3 separate regions of the Sus scrofa genome follow, and regions 1 and 2 are each linked to region 3. Evidence: chromatin contacts called from public Hi-C and HiChIP or PLAC-seq data. All regions are on one chromosome and are shown on one strand. The core of a region is the stretch at or near the end of the contact, and the rest is flanking DNA. Distances in the headings are between cores, read along the strand shown.

Evidence for each region. A called contact is a pair of places that touch in the nucleus more often than the background predicts. HiChIP or PLAC-seq counts read pairs in DNA pulled down with a chosen protein or histone mark.
Region 1: a contact with region 3 is called in a Hi-C map of omental adipose tissue, with 2.0 times the contacts expected there. The contact joins the promoter of ATOH7 here to the promoter of CCAR1 in region 3. A contact is called at or near these places in 4 of 47 Hi-C or Micro-C datasets (embryonic fibroblasts, heart right ventricle, liver and 1 more) and 1 of 2 datasets of contacts at active chromatin or transcription factors (alveolar macrophages).
Region 2: a contact with region 3 is called in an H3K27ac HiChIP or PLAC-seq map of alveolar macrophages. The contact joins the promoter of PBLD here to the promoter of CCAR1 in region 3. A contact is called at or near these places in 1 of 5 promoter capture datasets (liver), 1 of 47 Hi-C or Micro-C datasets (liver) and 2 of 2 datasets of contacts at active chromatin or transcription factors (alveolar macrophages and skeletal muscle).

Annotation. Positions count from the first base shown.
Region 1 is chr14:71,401,163-71,405,316 of Sscrofa11.1, reverse strand. It overlaps ATOH7 (protein atonal homolog 7), which reads left to right and starts at 2,838. Exons shown (of 1, transcript XM_005671039.3): 1 at 2,838-4,154. The coding sequence starts at 3,870.
Region 2 is chr14:71,485,278-71,489,814 of Sscrofa11.1, reverse strand. PBLD (phenazine biosynthesis-like domain-containing protein) reads left to right here and starts at 2,273. Exons shown (of 10, transcript XM_021073523.1): 1 at 2,273-2,403. It overlaps HNRNPH3 (heterogeneous nuclear ribonucleoprotein H3 (2H9)), which reads right to left and starts at 3,520. Exons shown (of 10, transcript NM_001243555.1): 1 at 3,362-3,520.
Region 3 is chr14:71,825,720-71,830,193 of Sscrofa11.1, reverse strand. CCAR1 (cell division cycle and apoptosis regulator protein 1) reads right to left here and starts at 2,685. Exons shown (of 25, transcript XM_021072498.1): 1 at 2,560-2,685; 2 at 1,126-1,247. The coding sequence starts at 1,198.

The DNA.
Region 1 (4,154 bases), core at 1,589-4,088, 430 kb after region 3:
TTTGGACAGTATTTATTTAAAAAATTAAAAATGGTTTTGGATAATAAAAGAATGTTTACCCTTTTACCTATTCTATCTGTCCTATGTAATAATTTCCAGCCATTGATCTTTTATCTCTAATGTTTCTCCTGGTTTTCTACTACAGGTGTAAGATGTTTCTATTTTCCCCTCTCTCATGATTCTATCTGCCAGTTTTGATTTCTGGCCAACCCTAGACATACAGTAACTGCCAGTTCATCTGGTAGGTTCATGTTCTCAGTATAGAAATATGGTGGAAATTAGTCTGACATGTATGTTCTTTTGGCTCAAATGGCTATAAATATGTTTTCTGATAAGAAAGAATCAATTCTGCATTCAAAATATGGATTCAGTGTGTGCTTTTTAAAAAGTAAAGAAATATAAATTATTCATATGGGTTATCCACTAGGAATGCATTCATTCTCATCTGTATCTATCATTTATATAACATTTTTGCAGCCCCTTAGCCTGGGTTGTTTATTATCTGTTATTTTCTAGGTACTGTGCTAGGCACCAGGGTGATAAAATAAATCACATTATCCTTTATCCTTTCTAATTTTATTTCCAAAAATTTCACTAGTGATTGGTGGATCTCAGGGCCCCATTTTGTAAGTTGTATTAAGTGACCTCAATTTTAAAACCTCTAAAATTAGATGATACAGGAGATTTGACTTCTTAATTCAGTCATTAAATTGCTCAGCACCTTTGAACATAATGTTTAGTCTCTGGATCTCAGTCTCATCCTCTGCAAAATTAATGGAAGGTATTAGAGCAGGTTTAGAAGTGGATATTTCAAGAAACTTTGTTAATAGGCTTTTCTGGGGAAAAATAAAAGGTTCTATGTTCAAGGAGGTCTAGGAAACTCTGGAGTCAGATGGTTTCTTTATGCCAAGACTTCTCAGAAACCTTACCAATTTTGCTTCATGACTCTCTAAACAGAAGAAAACAAATGTGTTTCCCAAATATACTGGACAGTAGAATAATCTTCTCCCAGAAGCACCTTTGTAGTACTAATAAATTATCCTTCAGAATGCATCTGGGAAGTGAATTACTAAATACCTTCTAAGGCCTTTTTACTGCAGAAATACTTTCTATCCTTGGATCAATTTCATGTCACAGATAGCTGCTAGCGTATGTTCTAATATAACCACGCTGTGTGCATACTGCTGGGTTTCCTTTTTCTCTTCAAGTTGTGTTTGCTGTTCTCTTGGTGCACAGGCTATAATCTCACCAACTGTGAATACACGGCCTGCAAAATCCTGCATCTCATTAGCACTTTGGTCAAAAGTGTCCAGAACAGTATGTTTTGTAGGGAAACATTCCAAAGAGTAGCACAGAAAAGGCTTGTTGGGGGAAAGGGAAAAGATAAATGAACAGGAGAAATAATAGCATTGGTAGACCCGATTTCCATGAAAACTCAAAAAAAAGTATTTGACATTCTGATGACTAAACATAGTCATCAAACATCCTCCTGTCACAGGACTGCTGTTCCTGACCAAGACTGTTAAGAATCAGAGTAATAGAGCTGAGTGGCTCCATGCAAAATTCTGTGTTCAACATCTGTCATGCTGGAGATCATTAATGTTCAATTGCATTCTATTGTCTTCATGTTACTCAACTTCATTTCATTGTCATTGCTTCAGCTGGGGATTAATCAACTATTTATGGGAAGACAGGACTTGGAGTCAGGGCAGTCACAATAGGGTTTTGGTCTAAAGCAATGGCAAGGGAAGCAAGACACAGTTAAAAGGAATCTTAAAAAAGAATACAAATGAACTTATTTGCAGAAGAGAAAAAGAATCACAGACTAGAAAATTTATGATTACCAAAGGGGACAGGTGTTGGGGACGGAGGGGTGGACTAGGGGTTTGGGATGGAAATGTTCTAAATTTGGGTTGTGATGATGGTTGTACAGTTATAAATTTAATAAAATTCATTGATTATTAAAAAACTGATTTGTGGGAGCTTGTTGATAATTTAATTATACAAAAATATTTGGGAATAATGCCAACATAATCCATATTTCAAGAGGGGAAAGAACATACTTGGTCTTCCCAAAGAATTCAGAAATGATTCTGGCTTGAATCTATTTGAGCTGGTTTCCTTGCTACTTTACTCTTCTAAAGAAGTAGAAAGAGGCTGAGATAAGAGAATCAACTTAATGGCTTATCTATATATAAATCATTTCACTATCAATAGTGGAAATCATGCTTCAGTATTATTCCTAAGGACAGTTGACACAAGTTCCAAGTAGTATGAAATATTTATAGCTTTATGAGGTGGGGAAAAAAAAATCTTCCATTAGGAATTATTTTTTAAAACCTCACAAATCACTTAGATGCTTCACTTTCACACATATATTTGCATTATAATTAGTTTTATTAGATGTAAAAGTCAAATTAAATAATTGATTATCATCTCAATCTGTGTCCTGAAAACATTTATAAATATGCGTCCGGAGAAATGGGGCATAGATTCTGAATCTACCGAAGTATACAAACTCATGCAATCTAATATATTGTATAATATACATTTTTACATAACATTAATATCTTTTTTATTTTAACCATTTTAATTGAAGTATAGTTAATTTAAAAAGTTGTATTAGTTTCAGTTGTATAGCAGAGTGATTCAGTTATGCATACTTACATTTATATTTTTTTCAGATTCTTTTCCATTATAGGTTATTACAAGATATTGAATATAGTTCCCTGTGCTATATAGTAGGTTCTTGTCCATCTATTTTATATATAGTAGTGCATATATGTTAACCCCAAACTCCTAATTTGGCCCCCTCCCCACCCCTTTGGTAACTGTAAGTTTGCTTTCTACATTTGTGAGTACATTAATATCTTTTGATATGCTATAATATTCTGCAGAAAACAGCCAAATTATTTGCACAGTAAAATCTTAGGTCTGAAATAATACTAGGATCTGCTAATTTGTCCCAACTTAATAGCTAAAATCAAATGCATGTATTCAGTCGGCCTTATGCAAAATTGTCACATCTTGAAAAGCGAATCTTGTACCACTAAGCTTCTACATATCTTAATCTAAAACCAACATATTGACACAAGTGATTTCTAATAATTTTAAAACTTTGGTTCAGTTTTTGATATGTATGCTGCCTGCTGATATGGGAAAAGAAAGACCAAGCCCTTCCCCACCCCCACCTTGTTATTCTCTTGGGGACAGCCAGACCACTCCAGATGGTGTGTTAGTGTAGGACATAGCTTTGGAGAAACTTCCAACAGACGAAGGCTGTAATGTCAGGATTTTGCTGTGCGTCGTCCCCCTTTCCCCCCCTGCAGTTCCCAGGGTAGGAAGGTGCTGAGATGGAAGCCGAGGGACGCCCGCCCACCTGCCACCACCTGTTCCCTCCTTCAGCCTTCTGCTATAAATTCTCCTTCAAAGATTCACCCGGCACTTTTCCGACAACTACTGCGGAAGAGGCGCTCCTTTCCTATCTAAGCTTCGGGAAAGATTTCGTCTTCCGGAAAAGAAGTCTTGGGCTTTCCCGGAGGACTTGAGAGACCTTCCGCGAATCAGCCACACCAATTCTGCTGCAAGAAGGTTCCCTTCTCACATCAGTTTCATGTTGGGAAAATGACTTCTCTTCAGCATCCCAATTTCCCCTAAATTTTGGCAAGTGAAGACATCAGTCTGGCTATCCAGTAGGACAAAGGGCGGAGCCCCGCACTCCCCACTGCAGACTTAGATTCCACGCGGGCTGCTTTTTGCATGACTTATTTGTTAAGAGGAACCAAGTTGCGGAGCGACTGCATACACCAACCCACACGCAGGTCCTGAGCTGACAAGTGAGATCTGCGCCTCCCTCCTTCCGGCGGGGAATGAAGTCGTGCAAACCCTGCAATCCCCCGGCGGCGGCGGGAGCGCGTGCCGCGCCCCCGTGCACGGGTGGCGCAGCCGAATGCGCGGGCACGTGCGCAGGGGCTGGGCGGCTGGAGAGTGCGGCGCGCAGGCGCCTAGCGGCCAACGCGCGCGAGCGCCGCCGCATGCAGGGTCTCAACACGGCCTTCGACCGCCTGCGCAGGGTGGTACCCCAGTGGGGCCAGGATAAAAAGCTGTCCAAGTACGAGACCCTGCAGATGGCGCTGAGCTACATCATGGCTCTG
Region 2 (4,537 bases), core at 1,024-3,523, 340 kb after region 3:
CTTTAACCTCTGCACTCAACTATAAAATGTAACAGCGGTACTTATACCACATCAGGACTGTTAAGAATTGTTTACAGTTTGTATTTATTTGGTTTGCAACATGGTAATCATTCGATGGTGGCTACTTTTACTGGATTTTAAGAGGTCCTGTAAAACTAATCAAATAAACCACAAACAAAATAACTGAACCTTAAAGGATAGGAAAATGCTCTGAATCATGAAAGGAAATAAGGTCTATTACAACAAGTCTTTTTCAAAGTCAACAAAAATCTTAAGTTTTCAAGTGTTCTTAGGAATTGTCTAAAGCAGAAAGAAGGAAAAAGACTTTGGAAATGTTTACTAAGATACTTTATTAGTAGAGCAAAAAAAAGTTCTAGAATAGCATTGAAAGTAGGCTTTGGAAAAAGACATTTTAACGATCTTTATAATTTCCTTTAAAACAAAACCCCACCAACCTAAGAAATAATCTGCTGTGAAAAGACCTTAGGATGTGGGGGCTTTATGTTACTTAGAACATTTATTTATTTATTTTTCAATGTAAAGGTACCACTTCAGGAATTCAAAAAAGATGGAAACTGACTTATAGTTATAAATCTTAGCACTTTCCAAGAAATACTAGCAAGCAAACTATACTAGCTTTGATTTTTGGATCAGCCTATTCCAAAGTGCATAAAAACAATACAGTCTATAAAGAACACACCAAACTGTTAACACAATTTTAATTTGGGGAAAGGTTAAGCAGATTTGGAAGACAAACTACTTCAGAATGACTCTCCATCCCATGTGAATGAGTACACAACAAAGTAACCCACACTCTACTAACTCTTCAAAACTCAAAATTAGAACCTGGAATTCTATTTACAAAACCAAACCAAGACAAAACCTGAAGGCATAAAAAAAAAAAAAAAAAAAAAACACCAATCTGTTCTGATACCTTAATAAAGTTGTCTCAGAAACTACCTAAAAAAAGTGTTTACCAATTATTCAGGATAATCCTTCTCAACCTTTCTTTACAAGTGTCACAGCAATTCTGCTTTAAAAATTTCTAGTGTTAGCATCAATCAAAACACCAGCAGCTGAAATACACAGTTTGTCAGTTCTGTATGAAATTTTTAATGTAATTTCCTAAACATTAGGCTAAGTGAAAGAAACCAGTCACAGAAGACCACTACTGTATGATTTTAAATGGATGAAGTTAACGATCTGTGAACTGTATCTCAAAGCTGTTAAGAAAAAACATCTTAGAAGCCAAATGAGATAAAATTCCTTTATAACATAAAGGGTTTGATACATTAATAAACAACCCTAAACCATGCTTCTAAAAAAGTTCCTTGGTCAGCAGGTTAAGAAGGATCCTGTGGTGTCACAGCTGTGGCACAGGTTTGGCCAGAAAATTAAAAAATGAGAGGTAACTTCAAAATTTTGGTCAGAAGTGGTGATGAAATGCTTAAATAAAATGGAAATCATTCCCTTTTCATTGTGCTTGCTCAATTTTAAATAAAAATAGACTCACACACTACTACTTGGAGGTGAGGTGTCTAAACGGATTTCTTTTCTAGAACAAAGTTACCACCCACTGCAGTTCAATCACTTGTTTAACAAAGTAAGAATACCAAAACTACACAGTTGTTTAAAATATAAAAAGCAATTTAGATGCATTTCCAAATCATGATGCAGATGAAGGGCAGGAAAAAAGGTTTCTAGGGTAATCCAATCAGGGAAGCTGTTACACCACACAAGACTTTATAAGAAACTGGGCTATATGTCTTTACAAGTGCATAGAAACACAGAACATCTTCAACATCATGAAGATCTTTTTCATTTTTAAAGATGAAAAAATAAACACACTTGTAAAGATTCATATGCATTATTGGAAGTCTCATGCCTTGCCTGTCCTTTACTTTGCACAGTTTTCAGTGAAAATTACAGACCCAGTTCTCCAATGTTCTAAGGACCGAAAAAAAAAAAAAAAAAATCACAGCACCACATGACTGGGCTTGCAGTTTGTTTTTCTGTTGAGTAGGGTTATTTTCTTCGCCAAAATGTTACTATAGTCCTAAGCCAAATAGAAAATTCGCTTAGCTACCGAAAGAAAATAAACCCTAACTGTATTTTGAAGTATTTTATTTCCACAGCCTTAATGCCAAAACAATCTTTGCACAAAATAAAAATCTTGGAGATTGGTGAAAGCCGATAACGCAATTCCTATACACACATTTTTTCCATCACTGGTTGTTTTTTAACAACTGTTTCCCAAAAGTAAACCACCTACTTAAATTCTAACACAGTATTCGCCAAACTACACAAAACCATTGCTAAACCATCCCGCCCCCGCCCAAAGGTTCAGAAAGTCGTATCTTGGTTCACCTGCTTGAAATAAGCCCCACTGCACATTCCTATTCGGTAAGTCACCCGCTTTTCTGCTTACAATTACCCATAAAGTCTCCCAATACGGTTTAAGTGGAAAAAACCCTTTGGAAAATGAGTACGTACTCTTTTCGAAGCTCCAAACCTGGAATATAAGGGCCGGCTAAGCGTCCTTTATTCCTCCCCGGAGGCTTTTCGTTTTATCTAGCTGCCCTAGAGACCAGAGAGCTAGGGAGAGTACGCCCCTTCCCCCCCTTCCCGTTCGGCAGCAAAGCTTGGCTTAAAAACCTTCGCCACCCGGCGGCGGAATTACAAAGGAGGCCGTCTGCCTCCTTTGTCCCGGGTTTGGGAGTTGAGCGCCTTCGTCGCCATTGGCTTTCCTCCCCCAGCTCCAGCCTCTCTCATCTTGGGAATCTGCGTCAGAAGTCACTCGCAGTCCCGCCAGCCCAGGTAGCCCAGCTGAGACTGCGGAGGAAGGGAGGCCGCGGTGGGAGGCCAGGCCCATCCGGCGCCATTTCCAACCGGAGCGCGCCCGAAGGCCCTGAGCCTCCCCCCACCCAAGTGCCCAGCCTTTCCCAGCTCGCTTCCTTCCCCACCCACATCCCTTCCGAGGCGCTCTAACCACCGCCCCCCTCCCCGGACTCCTAAATCAGTTTTCGGAAGCTAAGGGGCAAGAAGCAGAAAGAGAGGAGAAGGGCGGGAAGCCCAGGTGGCCGCGCCACCGTACCCAAAATGGCGGAAGCCAAACCAGCAGGGAAAAGACGGGAAATGCGTGATGAGCCCCACTTCGGGCCTCGGCTTCGTCCACTAAATCCCCCCTGAGTAAGTCCCCCCCCCGCCCGGCAGGCCGCCCCCGAAGTGAGAGATCGCCCGGGGGGGCGCAGCCTGGCCACCTCCGAGCGGCGACCTCCACACTTCGCCCCGCCCCACCCCCTCCCAGTTTCTCTTTCGTCCTTCTCCCGACTCCACTCTCGAAACCACCATCCCAACCTACCCCCTTTTACTTCAGATACCCTGTCGAGCGACAGTAGCGCCGACTCCGCTGCTTGCGGGGCCCGGTCGTGGAGAAGGAGAAGTCGCCTGCCTCGTGTAGCGCTCCCACAACGGTTCTTCCAACCGTCTCCGGCGGTGGCAACCGCTGAGGGAGCTGCGCAGCAGAGCGACTGGCTTGGGGGGATGGGAGAGCGCGAGAGAGAAGGAGGGGGTGGAGCGAGAGCGAGGAAGACCCACCGGCCCCGCTCTCGCGAGGCAAGAGAGTCGGTCCCGCCTTGGCGCGGAAGGCAAGAAGTGCGCTTGCGCGTTGGTGGAAGGCCTGGTTGTTGGGGTCGGGGGAAGGTGGAGGGTCAGTAACTCCGCTTTTCTTGCTTACCCTAAAACCTTCAAATTCTCAAAGCCACCTTTCTGCTTTCGCGGGGAGATGTGAAGTGGCGAAAGTATTCCTTCCTGTTTGTGTTGCAAGAATCCTGGAGTCGAGTTTTGGAGAAGTCCGCTTTTTCCCAGCGAGAGCAAATTCTGTAAGGCTCCGCCCTCACCCCGCGTCACCTGCGTGGAAAGGGAGCCACGTGGTTCGGCAGCCAAATGCGGGGAGGGCTTTTCTTGTCCACCATGTTTGCGTTATGCAGTAAAAATAGTAGTGTTTTCCGGCTGGGAAGATACAGTAATGTCCACCAGGCCCCTATTTGGGTTCTCAGGCTGGAGCTCCTTCCCCCGGCCTTGGCGCTGCCAGCCCAGCCGCCCAACCCGCCCCACAGTGGGGCTTATTTGGGGGTGGAGTGGGGAGGTGGGTTGCCTTGCAAATCGCTTCCTCCTTTCGCCTTGGCGTTACCTCTCGCCTTTATCTCTCCCACTTTGTAATCTCAGTGAGCATCAGCCGCTCGCGGCGGGAGACTTCCAGTTGTTTTCTAAATAGTACTTTGCATCCTTGAAAATTGCTTGTACAAATGACACCTAGTAAATAATTTTTGGTTGTGCTGTCATACCGCCAAGGTTCCTAGGGACTCCTCTTGAAGGGGAAAAAAAAAAAAAAAGGCGAGCTGAATTTCTGTAAGAAGATTAGAGGTCGGTCCTAGTACTGAGATCAGCGCAAGTTAAAGTGCGGACGTATAGGAACGCACATCAAATGCAAAGGAGAGGAGGAAATGAGTTTAAGTGTACACAAGTACCCCTAGGT
Region 3 (4,474 bases), core at 1,436-3,935:
TAAAGCTCAAACTGTAAGTAAAGAAATGGTTAAAAAAAAATTCTTCCTAAGGGGAAGAAACACTGAAACAATTTCAATGACAAATTTTGTTACTTTACTTTGAAAGGGACATTTTCTTTTTTGTCTCTTCTAGGGCCGCACTCTCGGCATATGAAGGTTCCCAGGCTAGGGGTCTAATCCGAGCAAAAGCTGCTGGCCTACACCAGAGCCACAGCAACATGGGATCCTAGCTGCATCTGCCACCTACACCACACCTCAAAGCAATGCTAGATCCTTAACCCACTGAGCAAGGCCAGGGATGGAACCCTCAACCTCATGGTTCCTAGTCGGATTCGTTAACCAATGCACCACAACGGGAACTCTTGAAAGGGATGCTTTCTTGACCTTTATTTTGAAAATGTAAATATTCATTTGCTCCTTTTACAGCTATTTATTTTTTTTTTTTTTTTTTTTTTTTTTTTTTTTTTTTTTTTTTTTTTTTTTTTTTTTTTTTTTTTTTTTTTATTTCATTTGCTCCTTTTTAACAGCTATTTATGTGTTTGCTTGGTTTTTCTACTTTAAATTCAAATAACTGAAAAACAGTCATGTATAATTTTTCATCAAGTATGGATTAATACACTTACTTTAACTTGTGAATACTGACATCTTAACATGCCATATGAGGTAAACTAATGAATGAGTGACTGTTAACATAAACTAATTTAAATTATTCAATTTAATGTTTGAAAAACTATATATAACTCTCCAAACTAATGTGTAAAACAGATTTCTTTACTAGTTGATCCATGAATTGTTAAAAAGAAGCTTTATACATAAGCTTAAAAAATACAGCATTTTCCTGCTGTATAGCACTGGGAAGTGTATCTAGTCACCTACGATGGAGCATGATAATGTGAGAAAAAGGAATGTTTATGTGTATGTGCAACTGGGTCACCCTGGTATACAGTAGAAAACTGACAGAACACTGTAAAGCAGCTGTGACGGAAAAAAATAAAAATCATTAAGTAATTTTAAAAAAGGTAAGGCATTTGTGAACTGTTTACAACATTACGCAGAGCCTAATTCATATAGTTATAACATGTCCCCCAATCCCACATTTACAGTACGTGTATACAGAAGCCTGACCTGGCTGAGATACTGCAGTGGCTGTAAACTGAGTAGCCCATGGCGGATTCTTCTGTCCTCCAAACTGAGCCATGATAAAAGAGGGGGGCAACCTTCGCTTGTTTGTCTTCTACAACAGCGATCTATTAAGAAAGGAGCCACACAGTTCAAAGTTCAACCAAACTATAAATACAACAAAAGCATTAAGGAAACGTTTAAATTTTCAAGGACATCTTCCTAGACCAAATATAAATAGCAAGAGGCATATGAAACGTCCGATACGCAGTAAAAACATTTTACATCAAGAAGTTGACCAAAAGCATCTGATAGATGACATGAGGAGCTAACTTACAAGAAAGGCACTTCCTTCGGCGACTACAAACTGTCACATTTAAACAGAAGATCATCTGCTGCTATCTACCCAATTCTTAGCAATAAGAAGTAACACCGCTTTACGCAAGGAAATACAGCCTGCATGTGTCTTTTGGCCAAGAGCTGGGGACTGAAAGTGGCAAAACCAATAACGGAAATTGGGACGGAGACACAGAACAAAGGTATTCAAGAATATCATTTAAATAACGGACGTCTCCTTACTTTCAAGACTAGGGAAGGGTCTGGGGGCCCCTTTACCCTCCCTTCCCTCGATGGGAAAGACAGTTGAAATAACGGACGCCTCCTTAAAGCACTAAAACGAAGACCCCTCCCCCTCCCATCAAGCCAGAAGTGGCGAAGATCCCAGGCCGCGCCCCCATCCCCCCCTCCGCCTCCGAGAGGCCGGGGCACTGCTATCCATCTTTCTCCAGCGCTAGCTCCTCACGGGCCGCAGACCAGTGGAGGCGGAATCCTCCGTCCCGCGAGACGAAGCAAAACGCCAACAGGGGAATAGCGAGAGCTCTGAGCCCCTTAACATCCCCCGAGGAAAGGAGACGCGGAAAAGGCCTCCATCCCACAAATCCGTGCTACCACGAGCGGCCCCTGCGCCCCGGACCTGAAGCCGGGAGGCTAAAGCCGCAGCAGCTTGGGAACGAGAGACTGCAGTCAGCAGCCCCTTCAAGCCCTCCATGCCAAGGCTGAGGCTCGCCGGGGGCACCTGAGGGGCCACCGGAAAAAAGCGAGGCAGTGGGGGAGGGGCCGGCCGCGCGGGGCCTGCTCCGACCCGCACAAAAGGGACCGTGTCCCCTCCCGTCCCAGTCCCACGAGAGCCCCACCGTCGCTGGCCTATGGACGCCGTGCTACCAAAGCCGTCGCGCTCGGCCCTTCCGCGGATCCGCTAGGGCTTTAAAACCCCAGTTGGGCCGCCCGCCGCTCCAGTCGCGACGACCAGAGCTTCACCTGAATCCAGTCCCGGATAAGACCGAAGCCATTTCAAACCCGTCAGTTTTGGGCGCATGCGCCAACTTCCCCGTCTTCCTCCACGCCTCTCCCCCACCCAACTCGCCGAGGAGCGGCACTTACGGGCGTACGTTCTACGTGCGCGTTCCCCAGCTCGACTTCAATACGCTCACGGCTTTCGCTACGCCGGTAGAATTAGAGCGCGCCTAAGAAGGGTTACCTTGGCTTCGCGTAACAATGAGCCTGTGTCCCTGCGCAGGCTCAAAGGAAAAGGCTTTGCGAGTGGGAAGAACCGCCAGTCACGTGATCCGATGACCCTGTCGCCATTTTGTGTTTTTTTGTCTTTTTTAAAAAAATAATTCAAGATCTTTGAAAAATGCATATAAGCCTGACATCCTAACTTTTTAAAAAAACTGAGATGAAATTGATTTCACATATAATTCACTCGTTTAAGTGTTTTATATTGTATAGTTCAATGTCTTTTAGCAGAGTCATAACATTATGCACCCTCCACCTTAAAAGAAACCCCTACCCACGAAGCAGTCACTCCTTAATCCCTTCTCGCTGCAGCCCTAGGCAACCACTAATCGGATTTATCTCTATGGATTTGCCTATCTTAGACTTTTCATATTAATAGAATCATACTGACATATGGCCTTGTGTATCTAGCTTTTATAACTTACGATATTATGTCCAAGTTTCATGTTGTAGCACGCATCAGTACTTCGCTCCATTGTATGGGTAATACCACAATTTGTCCATTTGTCATTTGTTCATTTGGGTTGGTTCCACCTTGGGGCTGTTGTGAATAATGTTGCTATGAAGGGTCACATTTTGTTTGTACACCTGTTTTCAATTATCTAGGATTTATGCCTAGGAGTGGATTCTGGGTTACATGGTAATGTTCTACGTAACCTTCTGAGGAATTGCCAACCTGTTTTTTTAGTGACTAAACCAGTTTATATTCCCACAAGTAGCAAAATTAAGTGTCCATTCCATGAATATGGAATATCTTTCCATTTATTTAGGTCTTCTTTAATTTCCTTCAGCATGTATTGCAGATTTTGGAATTCCATTCTTTTTTTTTTTTTTTTCTCTTTTTTTCCCTCTTTTTAGGGCTGCACCAGAGGCATATGGAAGTTCCCAGGCTAGGGGTCAAATTTGACCTATATTTGACAGCCTATGGCACAGCCACAGCAATAGGGGATCCAAACCGAGTCTGCAACCTACACCACAGCTCAATGCAATGCTGGATAATTAACCCACTGAGTGAGGCCACGGATCAAACCTGAATCCTCATGGATCATAGTCAGGTTTGATACTGCTGAGCAAGGATGGGAATTCCCTGAGTTCAACTCTTGCATCTCCTTAAGTACATTTAATTCCTCAACTGTTTGTTTTTGTTTGTATTGTTTGCTGTTTTTTTTTTGTTTTTTTTTTAAGGGCCGCAGCCACAGCATATGGAAGTTCCCTAGCGAGGGGTCAAATCACAGCTGCAGCTACCAGCCTACTCTACAGTCACAGCAATGCACGATCCAAGCCATATCCAGGACCTACACCAGCTCATGACAACACTGGATTCTCAAACTACTGAGCAAGGCCAGAGATCTGAACCTACATCATCGTTGGATTCGTTTATGCTGCACCACAATGGGAAATCCTTGTTTTGTTCTTGGATGTTACTGTAAATGAAACTTTTTTTGGGGGGTCTTTTTGTCCTTTTAGGGCCACACCTGTGGCATATGGAAGTTCCCAGGCTAGGGGTCTAGTCAGAGCTGTTGCTGCCAGCCTACGCCAGAGCCACAGCAACCCAGATCCAAGCCGCGTCTGCAACCTACACCACAACTCACGGCAATACCAGATCCTTAACCCACTGAGCGAGGCCAGGGATAGAACATGAAACCTCATGGTCCTAGTAGGATTCGTTTCTACTGTGCCACAACGAGAACTCCCCAAGTTCATTTTTTGTTTTGGGTATGTTTTGTTTTGTTTTGTTTCCTGGCTGCACTCACAGCCTATGGAAGTTCCTAAGCCAGTG